Linked DNA regions of Sus scrofa: region 2 is linked to region 1. A link is a contact called in public Hi-C data. All regions are on one chromosome and are shown on one strand. The core of a region is the stretch at or near the end of the contact, and the rest is flanking DNA. Distances in the headings are between cores, read along the strand shown. Region 1 overlaps INPP5A (type I inositol 1,4,5-trisphosphate 5-phosphatase). Region 2 holds the start of NKX6-2 (homeobox protein Nkx-6.2).

Region 1 (4,324 bases), core at 333-2,832:
CACCGCGTCCCGCGGGGCTGCGGGAGTCGCAGCCAGGAGCGGCGTCACCCCGCCCACGAGGCAGACAGCCGTGATTTAGCTGAGTGCAGAGGGCCCGGTGCCCTCGGAAAACCAATCTTGCCTCCCTCACTTCATCAGGCCTGTCTGGACCCGCAGGCCGGCGAGAGGCAGGGAGCAAGCGGCCGGGCCGTTCGGGAGGGGCCCTAAAGCAGATGGGCCCCCTCATCAGAAATGCATTTGCCTTTCTCCTCTCGGATCAAAGAACATCAGTAAACTCCATTAACGATCCATACGTTTCCCTCAAATCTCATCCAGGAGAGCAGAGCTGGGGAAGGGGCATGTCTCGGAGCAGGGAGCCAGGAGGGGTCTGGGGCATCTCCTGAGCAGGGGCGCAGCTTCAGGGCTGGGTGGGGTGGGGGGAGGCCTGGGACCACGTTGGGAAAGAAGACGTGCCACTCCCCCACCCCACCCCCCAGCAGGTGCCCGGGGCCGAGAGGGCCCAGACCCGCCTGCAAAAGGAGACGGGGGATCCGGGCTGGGCCGGGAGGCGCCTGCGGTGGGGGTTGGGGGGCAGCCCCTCCTGGGGGGGGGTCTTACTTCACTGCAGCCCGCCACTGCCCCGTCTCCCCTGCTGTGCCCTGGACGAGCCTCCCGTCCTCCCGGCTCCCCGTACATCCGGCCTGCAGCCCTCGGCTCCACCAGCCGAGCCATCCAAGGCTGTGCCTCCTAAGCTGCAAGGCGGAGCCCCCAGACTGACCCCCAGACTGGCCCCCAGACTGGCCCCCAGACTGGCCCCCGGACTGGCCCCCGGACTGGCCCCCAGACTGGCCCCCAGACTGGTCCCTAGACCGGCCCCCGGACTGACCCCCACACTGGCCCCCAGACTGACCCCCAGCAGCCTGCAGCCGGACATCCACCTGACCCTGGTCTTCAGGGCAGTGCACCCCATGGCCTCGAGCCGGTCCTCGGGTTGGCGCTCTCCAGGGGGGCCCACGCCCAGGGTCACCCGCATCTGACCCACCGATGACCCTGGCTCCTCCACCCTGGGACCCCTCCTTCCCAGCTCAAACGTCTGCTGGGCGCCCAGCACGTGCCGGCCCACCTCCAGGCCCTGGGCAGCAGCTGCTGCTTCTGGCGATGAAACTGGGGAGGAAGACACAGCCCTTGTAAGAACACCAACACCCAGCATGACAGGTGGCTGCTGCCAGGACACAAGGGCCCAGGCAGCTGAGGGCTGGACCAGCGAGCGAGCTCCCGCCGTCCCGTCCAGCTCGCGTGTGGCCAGACCCTTGGCGCACAGTGGCGGCTGACGAGTGCCCGTGAACAGGCTGCCACGCAGCACGCAGGCCCCGCGTCTCTGAGAAACAGATTTCCAACCCTTGACTTGCCATAGAAGACGCAGACACAGGGACCTGCCCCAGGACAGCCAGGCCCAGGACCAGAGCAGCCCCTACTTAAATGAGTGGCCCTTTGGGATGGTTTTTATGAACAGACAAAACTGGACGTCATCATTTGACCTGAGTCTGAAAATTGCCCTGTGAGCAGCTCCCGCTCAGAACGCGAAATGCTGCTTTGGCGCCATCTCCTGGTAAGGATGCAGACTTGCAGGCTCCCGCCTGGGCCGCTGCCCCAGGTCACACCTCCCCCAGCCTCTGCTCCCGGGTCATGCACCCCCAGGCCACTGCCCCCAGGCACCCCCCAAGGCCACAGTCCCCCAGGTCGGGCCCCCAGGCCGCTAGCCCCCAGGGCATGGCCTCCCCAAGGCCACAGCTGCTCCAGCCACAGCCCCTGCGAGCCCAGAGCCCCCACCCCCAGCCCGGCCCCGGCCCCCATGTTTCTGCGCCCCCCCCGCCCCCGTAGTGCTCATCACCAGGTGCAGGTTCAGGTTCGACCTCTTTCTGGGAACAGGCTACTATTTTCTGATCCCTATTAATACCTGTGACAGCATTTATGTACAAGATAAATTCATTTCAATTTCCTTTTTCAATTAATGGCCTATTATTTGAACCACACTCAGCTGAAAATATTGCTCCAATACCATTAATCTTGTAAAAATTAAATTTTCCTCTCTCTGACAGCTGGAGGCCACCAGGCTGGGGCGGAAGGGTGGCCACGTGGCAGGCCAGTGCTGCCTGGGCCCCAAGGTGCAGGGCCCTCTCCACCGCGACATCCTGGGGACCCGGCAAGGATGGTTCTATGCATGGCGCACTGAGGGGCAATGGACGGGCGCAGAGCGGGTGGCGCTGCCCCGGCCAGGGCCACGCAGGATTTTATCACCAGCCATTACGGGCCCAGTCGGGAGACGGTGACAGATGCGCCTCGCCCTGAGCAGAGTCTGGGACGAGGTCCAGTGCAGGAGTTCACGGCACCACTGACCGCTTCCCACAGGGAAACCCTGCTGTCCCCGTCATCTAACCGGCCGTGAACGCGCCTGCCCAGGACTGTGGTTTCAGGAGGGACCACCAGGAGGGCGGTGACCCGGATGGGAGCTGCGCCGAAGAGCAAGCAGACGCCCCCACACCCTCTGCGGGCAGGGCCGGCCTCCACCCTCAGCTCCACACGGTCCACCCACCCAGAGCCCCAGACCTGGGCTCGGCGCCAGGTCCCGCACTGTCCGGCCTGCCCAGGGAGGCACCGTCCCAGGCCAGAACCGCCCAGGAGGGCCCTGTCTCTGGCTAAGTGCCATCATGGACTGGGGACCAACCAGAGAGGAATTGCTGCGGGGCTGTGAGGTGCCTCGGGTGTGTGGTGCACCCGGTTTCAGACCCGTACACCTGACAAGCCCCGCGCGCGGCTACAGCACCGTCTGCGGAGTCTCTGTGCTGCACCTGCAGCAGGAGTGCGGGCGGCAGCCTCCCTTCGTCCTGTCGCTGGCAGTGGCCGTGAGTACCCCGGCATCTGGCTGGGGCACAGCGTCAAACAGCCAGCGCTGGCCACTTACAATTACTGCCCCTGTGGGTCAGACGCTCAGGCGGGGGTCCTCAGCGACGTCCGTCGCAAGATGGTTGTTTCGCCGGGGACGTGGCTGAGCCACGGGGACGTGGCGCTGCAGCTTTCTGCTTCCACGCAGGTGGTGAACCGACATCTGGAGAGAAAGCTCGAGGGACCAAGCGAGACCACAAAGCGGCTCTCGCAGCCGGGGGCGCCTCCCAGGCCGCCGTGTCTCTGCTCAGCCCACCGAGCGCTGCGGCCGGAGGAGAAAGGCAGTCACGCAGCCCGTCACGACAGGCGACACAGAGCAGACCCCGGGGAGCTGGAAAACCGTGACGACGTCCACGGGCGCGTGTGAGGCAGAGGAGCCAAGGCCCCACCTTCCCTTCCCCGTCTGCTCAGCCCAGCGGCACCCGCGGCCCAGGGCTCGCTCGGGGCCGCCCCTGGGCAGAGGCCGGGCCCCTCAGCCCTGCGTCCGCCACCCCCGCCTCGGTGCCCGGCAGACACGGCCTGCGCCGCAGACCTCCGCGCAGGGCTTCCAGCCTCCTGGCCTTTTGGAGGAGCCGGGAGGCGGTCCCGGAGGCTTTTCTGCTCCCTTTTCTAGTTCACTGCTTTCTGCTCTCACTTCACCATTTCCTCGCCTCTCCGTGCTTTGGTTAAACTTGCTCTTCACTTTAAAAACGCCTCGCGTGAGCGCTTAATGCCTGGAATGCCCTCTAGGCACAACGTCAGGTGCATCTCACCAATTTGGAAGCTGTTTCGGTTTGTTTTTCACGTAATTGTTAATAACTTCTGGTTTCCTTGGTGATTCGTGGGCTATTCACAAGTCTGTCCTTTATTTCCCAATATTTGGACTTTTCCAGAGACCGTTTTCGTTTACCCCTGACGGAGTTCCTTCGTGGCCAGAGCGCCTGCTGCAAATCTCTCACGTGCTGAGCTGCGCTTTCGGCCCAGATTCCAACGCGTGGAACATCCGAGACTCGCCCGGGCCTGGGACAGTCTGCCTTTCGCCGCCAGGGTCCTCGGGACGGACCTACCCAACTTCAGGCCGCCCCGAGGCTGCTTCCAGATCGACTCGGCTGCTTCTCCCTCCTCAGGACGCGAGTGGATGCTAAGCCCTGTCCTGCCATTTAAAGGAGGCTGCGAGGACCAGGTCGCCTCCACGAGGAGGGGTGGCCGAGGACCACGGAAGACACGGCGGCTTTGACGGTCGAGCCAAGACCCAGGCCCCGAGGGTGGCGGCGAGGAGGCGGGGCTGGCGGACCGGATGGCACTTATTCCGCAGGACGCTTGTCCCAGTGACCGGATCCACAGGGTCGTCGAACTCCGAGGACTCAGCCTCACGGCGTCCAGCTCGTCCTGGCCGCCGTGGGGCCCGCGTCCCCGGAGCCTT
Region 2 (4,186 bases), core at 1,258-3,757, 82 kb before region 1:
ACCCCTGCGGGCCCCACTACCGCACCCACAGCCACTGGCTCCCGGGAGAGCCGAGCACGCCGCGGCCAGCGGATACGCCCACTCGCGACCCCAAGCATCCCGGCCGTAGTCCAGCGGAGAACCTGGCGGCGCAGACGGACCCGGGGCGCCGGGCAGCGCCTCAGGGTCTCTGCTTCCTCAGCTGTGAAAAGGGGCTGCGGAGGCCCCCGTCCAAGTGCGCGAGGAGCCTAAGCGCGGCGCCCAGAGCTGCGGCGTTCCTCCGGCCTCCGAGCTCGGGTCGCCGGGACCCTTCGGAAGAATAAGACGCCCTGTCACCCCGTCCGGGTGCGCCACGCCAGGCCCGCCCCAGAGCGTTCCGCCGTCGGACTCGTCTCTTCGGCGGCGGCGCGGGGTGGTCTAGAGGAGGGAGACAGCCCCGCCCCGCTCACCTGGCCCCGCCCCTCATCTGCCACGCCCCCACGCCGCCTCTGGCTCCGCCTCCAAGCCTGCAACTCGGGCTCCCACTCGAGACCAAGATTCGGCCACCCAGCCGTCTCCCCCCTAGGAACCCAATGGGGCCCAAATCCTGCAGGGAAGGACCCACTTGCGTCTGGGCACTCGGGGCACGCACACGCTGGGCCCGAGGAAGTGGGGCGCAAGCGAGGCCCGACGCGGGTCTTGCGGCCCTGCCACCATAGGTAGCGGAGGAATGACTGAAGGACGCCCTCGGTATCTCCGGCCTGGCGCAGCAGGTGCAGACCGGTGTAGACCCGGATCCCTCGAGTGCAGCCCCTGCCGAGGAAGCGGCAGGAAAGAAACTCCCGTGCACGCGGGCTGCCCCGTGCATGAAGCCGGGGGCACCTCGCGCATAGAGCGCGGCAGGGGACCAGCAGCGTGCGAGCAGCACAGGCCGGGGCGGCCACCGAATGCCCCCCCAGACCCAGCGGCCAGTGGCCTTGCGAGCCGTGATCTGTCATAGGGACCCGCAAACCCAAGACACCGAGGCTAAATACACAAAACGAAAGTGGACCCCCGAGGGTCTTAGTGCGAGCAGACGCTCGGTCCCTGCATAGAGCGGAGAGGGTCACCTTCTCCCGCGCCACCCAAACCCTGGCGGTGGGAGTTAAAGTGGAAAGTCGTTGCTAACGGACCGCACCAGGCCAGAGAGGGGTCGGCCTGGGCACACCGCCCTCCAGCCACTAAGCGGCGGCCGTCTGTTCGAACACGTCCAGGTTACGTTCCCTACCCTAGCGAAGTAACAGCAACAGCTGTCAATTCGTCAATTAGTAGTGAGTATGTGACACCACCCCGAAGGACGAAGGAGACGATGTCCAGAATTTTCCCCAGCGCCTGCCTTCCGCCGGCACTCGCAGTCCACTGAGACCTTTTCTGAACACGCACAACGATTCCACCGGGTGCGAGGTTTTCTGCTCAGAGGAGGACACCGGGGCCTTGCGCACCAGTCAGAAGGCCGCGCTGCCGCCGGCTGCACTGCGGCCGCGCCCTCGGGTCGAGGCGCTGAGCCCACCAGGGTCCCGTTCCCCCGGCTTGGGCTGCGCTTCACGAGGGAAAGGCCATGGGCCAGGGCCGGGCCCCCGGTGCCTCCCGGGAACGAGCGACCGGGAAACGCCCAGGCTCGGCAGCGTACAGTCCCGTGGGCCGGGAGGGGACAGGCGAACTGCCTGCCTGGCAGCGCACGCGACTTGACAGCCTCGCATAGGGCCCTCGGCAGCGCGCCAACCTTTGGCTGGTAAACCAGAGCAGATTCTCGCAGGCCTAGTCTAGCGTTCGGCCCGTGGACTCTGAGGACCCGCTTCAGCCGCTCTTCCGCATCCGGGAGGAGAGGGTTCCCCGAAATGCTTTCGTCCCTCTCTCAAACCTGAGCCCCGGGCGGCCAGGAAGCCGCAAGGCGGGGCGCAGGCCGTGATCCCGAAGGTGCCCGATGGCTCCTCACGCCCTCCAGCCTGGGGCGCTTCACCGAATGGGACGCACGGAGTAGCCGAGTGGATCCTCAAATCTGCATTCTTTCGGGCGATAAAATATGTTCTCGTATTTTTTCGTGATTTCCCATTAAAACCTTTGCCTAACTAAACTCCCATCCAACGGGATTTATTTCGTCCCCGGGGAGATAAATCAGGGGGCAAATTTACAGCCCGGGAGGCACCTGCCGCGCTAATGGGCCCTTCATGGAGTGCGCGGCCGGCGGGGGCGCGCGCAGACGGCCGGGCTCTGGCCAATGGTCGGGCCGCGGGCGCCAGCAGCCAATCAGCGCGCGCGCCGCGCTGGGGCCCCGCGGTTATCAGCGCGCCCGGGCCGCGCGGCGCCGCTCCGACCGGCCCCGGAGTCGCTGCCGCCGCCGCCGCCGCCGCCCGTCGTTCCCCAGCCGCCGCCCAGCCCGCTCCGGAGCCGCCGCCCGGCCGCCCGCCCTCGCGCCAGCCCTCCGCGCCGTCGGCGCCCGCGCCCCACGCCCCCGCTGCAGCCGGCGCCCGCCCGGGCCGCGCGCAAACTTCCCGGCGGGCGCGGGCGGCGGCGGCGGCGGGGCCCGGATGGGCGCCCGGGCCGGCGGCGGCGGCGCCCATGGACGCTAACCGCCCGGGCGCGTTCGTGCTGAGCAGCGCGCCGCTGGCAGCGCTGCACAACATGGCCGAGATGAAGACGTCGCTGTTCCCGTACGCGCTTCAGGGCCCGGCCGGCTTCAAGGCGCCCGCGCTGGGCAGCCTGAGTGCGCAGCTGCCGCTGGGCACCCCGCACGGCATCAGCGACATCCTGGGGCGGCCCGTGGGCACGGCGGGCGGCAGCCTCCTGGGCGGCCTGCCCCGTCTCAACGGGCTCGCCTCGTCGGCCGGCGTCTACTTCGGGCCCGCGGCCGCCGTGGCGCGCGGCTATCCCAAGCCGCTGGCCGAGCTGCCCGGGCGCCCGCCCATCTTCTGGCCCGGCGTGGTGCAGGGCTCGCCCTGGAGGGACCCGCGCCTGGCCGGCCCGGGTAGGTGGTCCGCGGGCGAGTTCGGCGTGGGGCCGAGGTGCGGGCGGGGGCGCGGGCCCGCCAGCCGCGCTCACCTGCTCTCGTTTGCAGCCCAGGCCGGCGGGGTCCTGGACAAGGACGGCAAGAAGAAGCACTCGCGACCGACCTTCTCAGGGCAGCAGATTTTCGCGCTGGAGAAGACTTTCGAGCAGACCAAGTACCTGGCGGGTCCGGAGCGCGCCCGCCTCGCCTACTCTCTGGGCATGACTGAGAGCCAGGTCAAGGTGAGGCAGCTGCGGCCCGGCGGGCCCGCCGATCCCGCGGCGCCGAAGCAGACCCGCTCGCTCCCCCGCGCCCTGCGAACGGGAAGGGGCTGCGAGCGGCCGCCTGGGCCCCTGCGGCCGGAGCCGGGTCAGAGGGGTGGCCTGGGGCGTCGCTCCACGTCCAAGCGGGCGGCGGGGTCTTCGCCGGGGCCGCCAGGTGGTTCGGGGGGCGCTGCCTGATGAGCACCCCCCACCCCAGGTGTGGTTCCAGAACCGCCGGACCAAGTGGCGCAAGCGGCACGCGGCGGAGATGGCGTCGGCCAAGAAGAAGCAGGACTCGGACGCCGAGAAGCTGAAGGTGGGCGGCTCGGACGCGGAGGACGACGACGAGTACAACCGGCCCCTGGACCCCAACTCGGACGACGAGAAGATCACGCGGCTGCTCAAGAAGCACAAACCCTCGAACTTGGCGCTGGTCAGCCCGTGCGGCGGCGGCGCGGGGGACGCCTCCTGAGGACGCGGCGGCGAGGCCGGACAACCAGGGTACGGGCCGCGGGCCGGCGCCCCGCCAGCCGCCCGCGCCGGAGTGTGTATATATATTTTTACAGCAGAATAAGTTATAAAGCGGCCCGGCTCGGGATGGGCGAGCGAGTCCCCGGCCGCCCCCGCGTCCCTGTCCCGGGCTCTTGGCGTGGGCGCAGCACCGGGTTCGCCGCTGCCGAGCGTCCTGGGCGGAATCACTTTGTATAATCAATAAATTATTTAACACGTCCCCGTCGGAGCTGGGGCTCCCGAGGCTGCACCGCGTGTTTCTTCCTCATCGAACACCGCGGGCGAGGCGCCCTGCGCGGCGGCGCCGCCGCCCGCAGCCCCTGCTCGGCCCTCTGTCCCAGGTCCCCGGTCGGGTCGTCTATCCCGCGGGCTCCGCGCCCTCGGCCGGAGGCGGTCCTGGGCCTGGAGCGGGTCCTGCTCCGTAGCGGAG

What was found. A called contact is a pair of places that touch in the nucleus more often than the background predicts.
Region 2: a contact with region 1 is called in a Hi-C map of skeletal muscle, with 5 times the contacts expected there. The contact joins the promoter of NKX6-2 here to the enhancer-like site in region 1. A contact is called at or near these places in 5 of 47 Hi-C or Micro-C datasets (embryonic fibroblasts, epiblast stem cells, fetal heart ventricle and 2 more).

What each region holds. Positions count from the first base shown.
Region 1 is chr14:140,814,004-140,818,327 of Sscrofa11.1, reverse strand. The region is part of intron 4 of INPP5A (type I inositol 1,4,5-trisphosphate 5-phosphatase); the gene reads right to left. Among named protein-coding and RNA genes, the nearest start is that of INPP5A, 79 kb to the right of the region's middle. Within about 2 kb of position 1,582, at least 6 of the 83 cell types and tissues checked have an H3K27ac peak or open chromatin away from gene starts, as enhancers often do. A contact at or near this core is called in skeletal muscle, where this site is marked.
Region 2 is chr14:140,897,435-140,901,620 of Sscrofa11.1, reverse strand. NKX6-2 (homeobox protein Nkx-6.2) reads left to right here and starts at 2,507. Exons shown (of 4, transcript XM_021073891.1): 1 at 2,507-2,962; 2 at 3,053-3,225; 3 at 3,464-4,186. The coding sequence starts at 2,557. The coding sequence ends at 3,718.